Linked DNA regions of Mus musculus: region 1 is linked to region 2. The links are chromatin contacts, called in public Hi-C maps. All regions are on one chromosome and are shown on one strand. Each heading gives the region's core, a stretch centred on a gene start, on an enhancer-like site or on the middle of the called end of the contact. The rest is flanking DNA. Distances are from core to core; before and after follow the strand shown. Region 1 overlaps Zmat4 (zinc finger, matrin type 4). Region 2 has its middle 40 kb from the start of Gm30471.

Region 1 (4,318 bases), core at 313-2,812, 120 kb after region 2:
GGATTAACCCAGTTAGCTCTTAGTCAGCCCACTGATGTTTACTGTGCCTCAGCTGTGTGCCTGGTGGCATTTTAGACGCCAGACAATGGCTCCTATAACATTTCTGGGTTTCTTCACTTAAACACCTTAAATTCTTCGGATGAGAACGTGAGGAAACACAGAAACAAAAATGATATCACCTTTTGTACTGGGAAGTGCTCCAGGGCAGAGGAACTAGGCTAGGGAGCGGTGGGCAAGAGGGAGATGGGCAGTGTCTATGTGGGGCCCAGCTACAGGGACATTTCAGATATGGACCTGGTGTTCTGGAGGTGGTCATGGCTGGTGTCAGTGCCAATGGAAAATGAACCATGAGAAGGGTGTCAGGGATGATATATACTTGGAAAACTGGGCAGTGTAAGGTGGGGTAGGGCAGGGCTTCTGAGTCAGTGGGAATTTCAGATGCCTGATTAGTCTTGCCAGGGTTATGGCTGAAGGCTTACAGGAGCCCTTTGATAGCTGAGATCATCCTGGCCAGATGAGGATGGCAAAGTGAAGGGGGTAGGGCTTGGGCTGAAGATCATAGTCTCTGCCAGAAGTTATGGGGGCTTGCAATTCTGGCCTTTAGCTAAAGCTAGTGAGAAACAGAGTTAGGAAAATCTTTCTTAAAGGGAATTCAGTTTCTCTTGCTAATACATATAGAGGGTGAGAAGGGAAGAGACAGAATGGTCCACAAGATCTCAGACTATGTCCCGAACATCTTAGTGAAGGTGTTGAGTGGGAAGCCACTGGGGTGGTGACCAGGTAGGTCAATTGAGTAGTTCTTCCTGGCCCCAAGTCAGGGTTGAGCTCTGCTGAATGTCCTCAGTTGAGTAGATATTGTTCCAAGTGCCTACTCCGTGCAAGACACTGAGTTGGATGCTAGAGGGGATTCTCATGAGTGTGACTCATAATACAAAGCTCTATTTATCTCCCGTCATGGTACTGTAGAAGCATAGAAGACACAGTGAGTAATACTTTCTGTGTGAGTTATCTTCTTCTTTCCACCCTTTGAGGAGTGTGTTGAGCATGATCCAGGTCTAGGGAAATACCTGATAAGCAATGTATGTGTGTGCTTTCCAGGGGACAAGGCGGCATGACTCGGCAACTATTTTCTAAGATCTGGGTGCACAAGAGATGTGAATACAGCTTTTTCATCTCTTTCTCTTGGGAGGCTAATAGCATTTCATCTTACTCCTCCTTTCTGTGTCTGTAGGAGAGAGGTGGGTGGAGAAATGTCATTACTTATAAATATATTACAAGTAAATAATGCAAGTACTCAGAGAGGCAGAGGGATGACTCTTCCCTGTGCAGTGCTGGCCCGTGTCTGTATGCTTGATGGTTTAAAGACGATGACATTAGGGATGGGAGAGTGGCTCATTGGTAGAGCTCTTGTCTAGCCTAATTGGGGTTCTGGATCACATCTCCGTTACTGAAAAGCAAAGAAGCAGGGATATTACTCATTGAGAGTGGTCCAGGGCTCCTGCAGATCAGGGAGGATGTTGACAGCCTGTGCTTATCCCTCTCACACAGTCTCCCCCCTCCCTTCTAGATAGATTTGTGGGCTGGGCTCCCACTAGGCAGCTGTGCAGGCTGACCTTGCCATGTGCGACGCCAGCCTGATGGCAGCTTGTCCTCCCAGCATGACTTGCCCCCTGCCAAGAACAGAGCTCGGTGACCTGCAGAAGACCTCTGAGGTCTTCTTGGCACTGGAGGCTGAGGTGTTTCTGAGGCAGGTTCCCCAGGAACAGCTGCAGTGACGGAGGTGCTGACACCCCACATTTATGGGACCAGGATCAGCAGGGAAGAGGCTTGGGAAATGGCGGACAGAATAGATGAGAATCATACAGCTGTAGTCATCGGCAACATCAAGGATACTGACGATCTTTTATTGGGTCTTTATTGAGTACTAAGAAGGACGAGGCACTTCATATTCTCACAACAATGTTACCACCATGAAAACAGTGCTTTCATGGACCACTTTATAGGCAAGTTGAGTGAGGTTCAGGGATTAAATGACTTTCTGAGTTATGTAACTAACAAAGGTCATAATCAATGCTGACACCTAAGTGTGTGTCCCAAGAGCGTCTTTCCTGCAGGCTCACCACATGGGTTTTCTTTAGGAGATTCATTCCGATTTGTGCAAACAACACAGAATGACTTCTGTTTGTGGTGGTGCTGCTAGGGCTCAATGAACATTTTTCTGGCCATCCTCAAGACATCTGACAGGTGACCATACTCAGGTGTGGACTCTGTGGCCAGAGTGGGACAAATGGTGTGAGAGGGGATGACATAATACTTTGAGTCCCCCTTCCTCTGCCTTAGTTAGTGTTACCATTGATTGCTATGATAAAACACCACAACCAAAAACATCTTGGGATGCAAAGGGTTTGTAGAGCTTACACTTCTACATCACAGTCCGTTATGGAAGAAAGCCAGGACAGGGACTAAGCAGGGCAGGAACCTGGAGGCAGGAACTGATGCAGAGGCTGTGGAGGGGTGCCCTTTACTGGCTTATTCAACATGGCTTGCTAATATCAAACCTAGGACTACCAGCCCAGGGATAGTGCTATCCAAAATGGGCTGAGCTCTCCTCCATCAATCAGTAATTAAGAAAATGCCTTAGGGCTGAAGCTTAATGGAAGCATTTTCTCAATTGGGTTTCCCTCCTCTCAGATGGCTCTAGTTTGTGTCATGTTGACATAAAGCTAGCCAGAGCAGACCCACTCCTTTCCTGATTGGTAGCCGTTAAGGCCAAGGACTATACTACTATACAATTATACTACATTTTATATATATATATATATATATATATATATATATATATATATATATATACATACATACATATATATATCCACAGTATATACAACTATACTATATCATATATATAGTATGTACAACTAAACTACATTATATATACAATATATGCAACTAGACTACATTAGTATAGTTCTGCACTTTGGAGCTACACCCACGGCCTCAGGATTATGCTCTTGTGGTCCAGTGCAGCTTGGAGGTCGATTTATTTACTTCCAAGAGTTCCTTTTTGTTATCAGAAACCTCGCTTCCTAGTTAGTGGAGTCATATAGATTTCATTTTCCTCCACTGGAGCAACATCTTTTCCTTAACTGGCCAATGGAAGGGGAGAGAGAAAGATACATTGAATCATGGAGTTTCTCTTGCCCTTTGGGGGAAAAAAAGAAATTCATGGTTACATTGTTGAAAAATGGTTCTTGGCTTAAAATTAGAGGCCACATCATGTGTGCTTTGGGAATGATCCCACATAATCTGCAGGTAGGTCAGCACTTTTGGAAGGTTTAATAGGGCTGGTTTTCGGTTTTCTTGTCAAAGCCCTGTAGACACTGGCATGATGGATGTAGATTCAACCATGCATCCTGGATGCAGTTAGGGATCTACATAGAGGTGGGGCCAGGGAGACCGCCCAGAGCAGAGGTGACTTCTATATTCCATTTTCGTTTCCCTCACAACTGAATTCCAGAAAGGATGCAAGCTGTTAGGGAAGGGCATTTCATCTGCGTGGAGTTATGCATTGTCAGCGGACTGCCTGAGGCTGGCAGGAGCACCTTGTATGGCAGGAGGAGGACTGAGACTTTCCCTGAAGCACCTTTGTCCTCCCATGTCCTCCCTTTTCAGTCTTTCCTCCCTGCCCCTTGCTTTAATTTCAGGGCCAAGTGGCTTTGGGAACACGCTGACTTGTTCTTTCCCTATTCTGTCTCAGTCTCAAGGAGGCATAGATAACCCAAGAACCTACAGCCTTTGCAGCTGGGAGAGCTTTGTCCTAGACACAAGGCAGTTTAATTTCCCAGACGCCCCCGTGTGATGAACAGAGAAAGTCAGAGTGGCTACCCATTTTACAGTTAGAGATGCTGAAAATTAGAAAAGCTGTGTTGTCCATGGGGACTGGATTGTTCCTACTTCTGTATCATAGGACTTGGGAGGGTGGGGTGCCCTTTAAGGACAGAGGATAGTGTGAAGTTACACTTGTGGAATTTCGGATAAAAGCCCCTCTGAGCCCCTCTGGGCCTCCTGTCCCAAACAAGTGGAGGGGAAACTGCTAGAGCCCTGTACTGTGCTCTTCCTCCAACTCTTTCTTGCCAGAGTCTAGGGTGTGTCCTTCCTGCCTACCCTCTCCTTTCTGCAGTGCAGTCCCTATCTCCACCTTCCTCCAAATGGAAGGCTGCTGAGGCAGGGGAAGCCATGGGACAGCGAGGTGGAACCTCACAGCTCCAGCATGCTGCTAGTTTATACCATTTATCAGAGGAATTGCAAAAAGAAGCAA
Region 2 (4,516 bases), core at 1,130-3,629:
GCTCTGCATCGGGGTTTAACCGTGGTTTAAATTAGCAGGCTCTGCCTTTGACATCCTTAGAGGGACAGAAATAAGGAGGCCAGAGAGAGGTAACAAACCCTCTTATGTACCCATCGGGTCTGGATTTGGGTGCTGAAAGATGCAGGCATGACCTTGGACAGACTGGAGGTGAACGCTGGAGCCCTGAGTGGAAGGGTGGATGGGTCTCCTGCTGTGCCCTAGGTGGCCTCCTGTCTCATTATAGTGAAGTCATTGTTACCTCTTCTTTCACAGAGTGCTGTGGCTTCTGTGACTTCCTGTCTGGAAGTCCCTGCTGCACCCGCTCTGGTTCCCCTACTTACTGCTGTTGCCCTTCTCCAAGTTCACACCCCTCCACCTGTCTGCAACCACCAAATGCTCTCAAGAGCCAGTGGTTCTCAACCTGGGGGTTGAAAGGCCCTTTCACAGGGGTCACCTAAGACCACCAGAAAACACAGATATTTAACATTGCAATTCATAACGGTAGCCAAGTTACAGATGTGAAGTAGCAATGAAAATCATTTTATGGTTAGGGTCACCACACCATGAGAAACTGGACTATTGCATGGTCACAGCATCAAGAAGGTTGAGAACCACTGTTCTAGGGGGAACACACACCAACTCCCTACAACCATTAGACTTTCCTCTTGGATTTCTCTTGGCTTTTAAAATATTATAGATGACTGATGCTTGTGTATCTTTGTTTATCTTGCCTGATAAAGTAGACCCCAGGGTCAGGACCCTCAAGTTTACTGCTCATATACAGACGTTCATGTCTATTCAAGACAGAGCAAAGAGAACCAGGTCCCAGTGAGGAGGCAAAGAGAAGTCCGCAAGCATTTAAGAAGGGCATGACTGTACTCTTCAGTCAGTCTTTGGGCTTGGGCTTTGGCTTCTCAGTGAGGCAGTACTCAGTAACTTCCATCTGGTCCTGCAGTATGGTTCATCCTCAGTCGACCTTTACCCTCATTTGCTGGTTAGGTAAATTTGTGTTTTGCAGTGCTAGGGATGGAACCTAGGACATTTCACACCAGAGCCCTCTGAGCTACATCCCCAGCCATACATGCCTACCATGTGATGGAGTCCCAAGCCAGGGGCACTGTTGACTTTCACTGACCTGTGCAGATCTGTGTTTGAGAGACGTGGGGTCTGAGGACTGGAAAGAACAGGAGGGACTACAGCCTAATGCTATTGACACACTTCCTTCAGTCTCAGTTTACTTTTATGCATGAATGCAACAAAGAAAGCAACGATGCAAGGAAGGTTGTTTGAGTTCACGAAAACATGATCAGAAAAACATGTAAACAGATGCCAGTAAGGACCTACTAAACACTGACAGAGTAGCCTTTTTCCCAGAACTTTCTCAGGACAGATCAATTTAAACAAAACTGTCTGGCACGTTCTATAGATTATATCTGGGAAAGCATAAAAACAAAGCATGTCCAAGTTCAGGGTACACCATATTGGGTTCTATAGCTATGACCTGACATCCAACAATAACAAACATGTATTATAAATTGAATGTAAATGTTTGTTACAGGAGGCACGAGATCACATCCAAAAGCAACATAAAAAATAAAACACATTGCTCACTGTGGTCATTTCTTTGACTGTGATTGGACAGGGCACACTCAGAAAGTAGAGTGCAGTACAGCGTGGAGCGTCTCCTTATAGCTAGCGACCTGAGGTGCAGTGAGCCTGTTTTGGTCAAGTCTGCAGATCCCCATTTCCAGCAGTGAAATATCTCAGCGAAGAAGCTGTCCCTCCTGTTACTTAGTTCCGTTTTGTCAATGTGCATGTTTTTCTAGGCCAATTGGGAGGGAAGGTGAGCTGTTTGGGAAAGCGAGAAAGCCAGGATGAGGCTGACTTAGCAGGGGCTGCAGAGTCCCCGGAAGGTCTTGAGTTGGGAAGGGGCAGGGCCTCCATACTTCCAAGTTATAGGTTTTCTAAGGGAGGAGGGGCCTAACTCCAAGACGTTTCCATTCTCTGAGCACAAGGACGCGCATTGGCTCGGTCAGCCCAAGGGCACTCCTGAAGTGAACAGACTGCTAGTGATGCACGGAGCAGGTGCAGGAGGTGGGAGCACAGGTAGCAAAGGGACCCACAGGTACAAGAGAGCTGGCAGCACGGAAGAGCCCAGAGCTCCAGAGAGCACAGCCCTGCTAGCTTACAGATGGGCACATGAAGCCCAGGGAAGGAAAGCCACTCTTTCTAGACAATGCAGATTGTGAGTGGCAGGGCTGGGAATTGTGAGCAGGCCTCAGCACTGCACTTCAGACCTTTCCTCTGACATGTAGCCATCTGTTACCAGGTGGCATTAGCAGCTGATGTCCACAGGAGCACACTGGATACATTGACTCGGAATGTATGCAGCCTAGTTTCCACAGTGATAATAATACAATGAGAGAACTCCGGGCACTTAAGGCTGGGGAGGTGGCTCTGTTGGTAAAGTGCTTGCCATTGCAAGCATGGAGATTGAAGTTCAATCCACAGAACACATAGAAAAAAATCTGGGCATGGTGCCACATACATGCAATTCTAGTCGCCAGGAAGCAGAACTAGGCAGATTCCTGGTGGTATCTGGCTAGCCAGCCTAGCCTATGTGGTAAGTTTCAGGCCAGTGAGAAACCCTATCATAAAAAACGAGATGCATGGTACCCGAGGAATGACACTGGGGGCTAACCTCTGGCATCTCTGTGTATGCACACACATGTGCGTACACTCACAGGTACACACACACACACTTTCATTCACAAGGACATATGTAAACACACACCCACACCCCCCCACCCACACATATCTACACACACCACACACACACACACACACACACACACACACACACACACACACACACACACACACACTTTCCCCTCCTCCCACAGTCTCCATCATTATCACAAGATCTCTCAATGTCTGTACAATAATATGAACTTTACAAGACATTAGAAGATCTCAGAAGTTGAACACACCTTGTTTCAGGTACCAGGGCCATTTTCTTCACCCTGTTACCTGTCCCCCCTCACCCTCCTTGGTTCCCCACCACCACCCATTTGTTGTTTGTCTCAGGTCTTAAGGGAAGCCTTAGTGAAAGGGGCTTATGGGGCTGGAGTCGTCACTTCCCAAAAGTGGTTGTCTTGAACTGAATAAACAGAAACTCTGCACTTCAGGTTCTGAGTCTTGAACACCAGCAATACCAAGAAGTACTTCTCCATTGAGTTTGGCCGAACGCCTGGAGCCAGTTACCTTCCCCTTTAGTGTGCTGGATAGCATATCCAGGTCTTCCAAGGGAAGACAAGCTGGGCACACAGAAAGGGACCGTGCACTGGGATGACATCTTTCTTAAGTCACTTGCAAAAGGGCTGTTGGGGTGTTATTAGCACAAGTGCCAAGCATCCCTGCTAATGACATTTAAAAGGAGGACTTGGTAGTTGTAATTCTTCTGAGCCCTATTAGTCACAGTGGAAGGCAATATAAACAGCTGACAGAAAACAACTAGATTTTGCAGCTCCTACAAGCAAGGAGGACCTGCAAGCTGGCCAAAGGCAGAGAGGAGCAAGGGATAATGCTAGCCAAGGGTAACGGCCTACTAAGTTCACTGTTGTTCAGTGCGAAATGAGCCAGACTTGTTTGGGGGGAGGGTAGAGATCTCTCTGCGTCTGTAGATGCTGGGCATGACAACGTTAAATTGAAACCCAGGCAAATGGCACTGCTGACTGGTAGCACCAAGTAGCCGTAGCGTCACAGAGCAGTGTGGTTGGTGTCTTTGGGAGATTGCCTACCCATCCCCGGCAATAGTGTGCCCCACTCTGGGTGCTGGGCCACCGGTGGTCTAATCAGAACTCATGTCTGTGGGATGGGAGATTTGTTTGAAAAGCTGTAGGAACAGCTTGCTTCTTAGACATTAGAGATGATGAAGATGGTGCTGTCTCTCTCTCTCTCTCTCTCTCTCTCTCTCTCTCTCTCCCTTCCTTCCTTCCTTCCTTCCTTCCTTCCTTCCTTCCTTCCTTCCTTTCTTTCTTTCTTTCTTTCTTTCTTTCTTTCTTTCTTTCTTTCTTTCTTTCTTTCTTTCTTCTTCTCTCATATGTTATATCTGGACCATAGTTCTGCTACCTCCACCCCTGCCAGTCTCCTCCCTGACCTCCCCTATCCCCTACTCCCAATTCCGCTTCTCTTCTATTTTCCTTCAAAAAAAAAAGAGCAGGCCTCCCAGAGATGTCAACCAAACATGACCTAACAAGTTACAATGAAGCCGGGCAGTGATGGCGCATGCCTTTAATTCCAGCACTTGGGAGGCAGAGGCAGACAGATTTCTGAGTTGGAGGCCAGCCTAGTCTACAGAGTGAATTCCAGGACAGCCAGGGCTACACAGAGAAACCCTGTCTCGAAAAACCAAAACAAAAAAAACCCTCAAAACCCAAATAACCCCCCCCCCCCAAAAAAAAATCCCAACCCAACCAACCAACCAACCAACCAACCAAACAAACAAACAAACCAA

The links. Hi-C and Micro-C count contacts between places; a contact is called where the count stands out from the background.
Region 1: a Hi-C map of cerebellum shows a contact between it and region 2, with 2.8 times the contacts expected there. The contact joins two enhancer-like sites. A contact is called at or near these places in 4 of 484 Hi-C or Micro-C datasets (the N1E-115 cell line, cerebellar granule neurons, cerebellum and 1 more).

The regions. Positions count from the first base shown.
Region 1 is chr8:23,723,844-23,728,161 of GRCm38.p6, forward strand. The region is part of intron 1 of Zmat4 (zinc finger, matrin type 4); the gene reads left to right. Among named protein-coding and RNA genes, the nearest start is that of Zmat4, 56 kb to the left of the region's middle. Within about 2 kb of position 1,563, at least 18 of the 459 cell types and tissues checked have an H3K27ac peak or open chromatin away from gene starts, as enhancers often do. A contact at or near this core is called in cerebellum, where this site is marked.
Region 2 is chr8:23,605,957-23,610,472 of GRCm38.p6, forward strand. No RefSeq gene overlaps it. Among named protein-coding and RNA genes, the nearest start is that of Gm30471, 40 kb to the right of the region's middle. Within about 2 kb of position 2,380, at least 2 of the 459 cell types and tissues checked have an H3K27ac peak or open chromatin away from gene starts, as enhancers often do. A contact at or near this core is called in cerebellum, where this site is marked.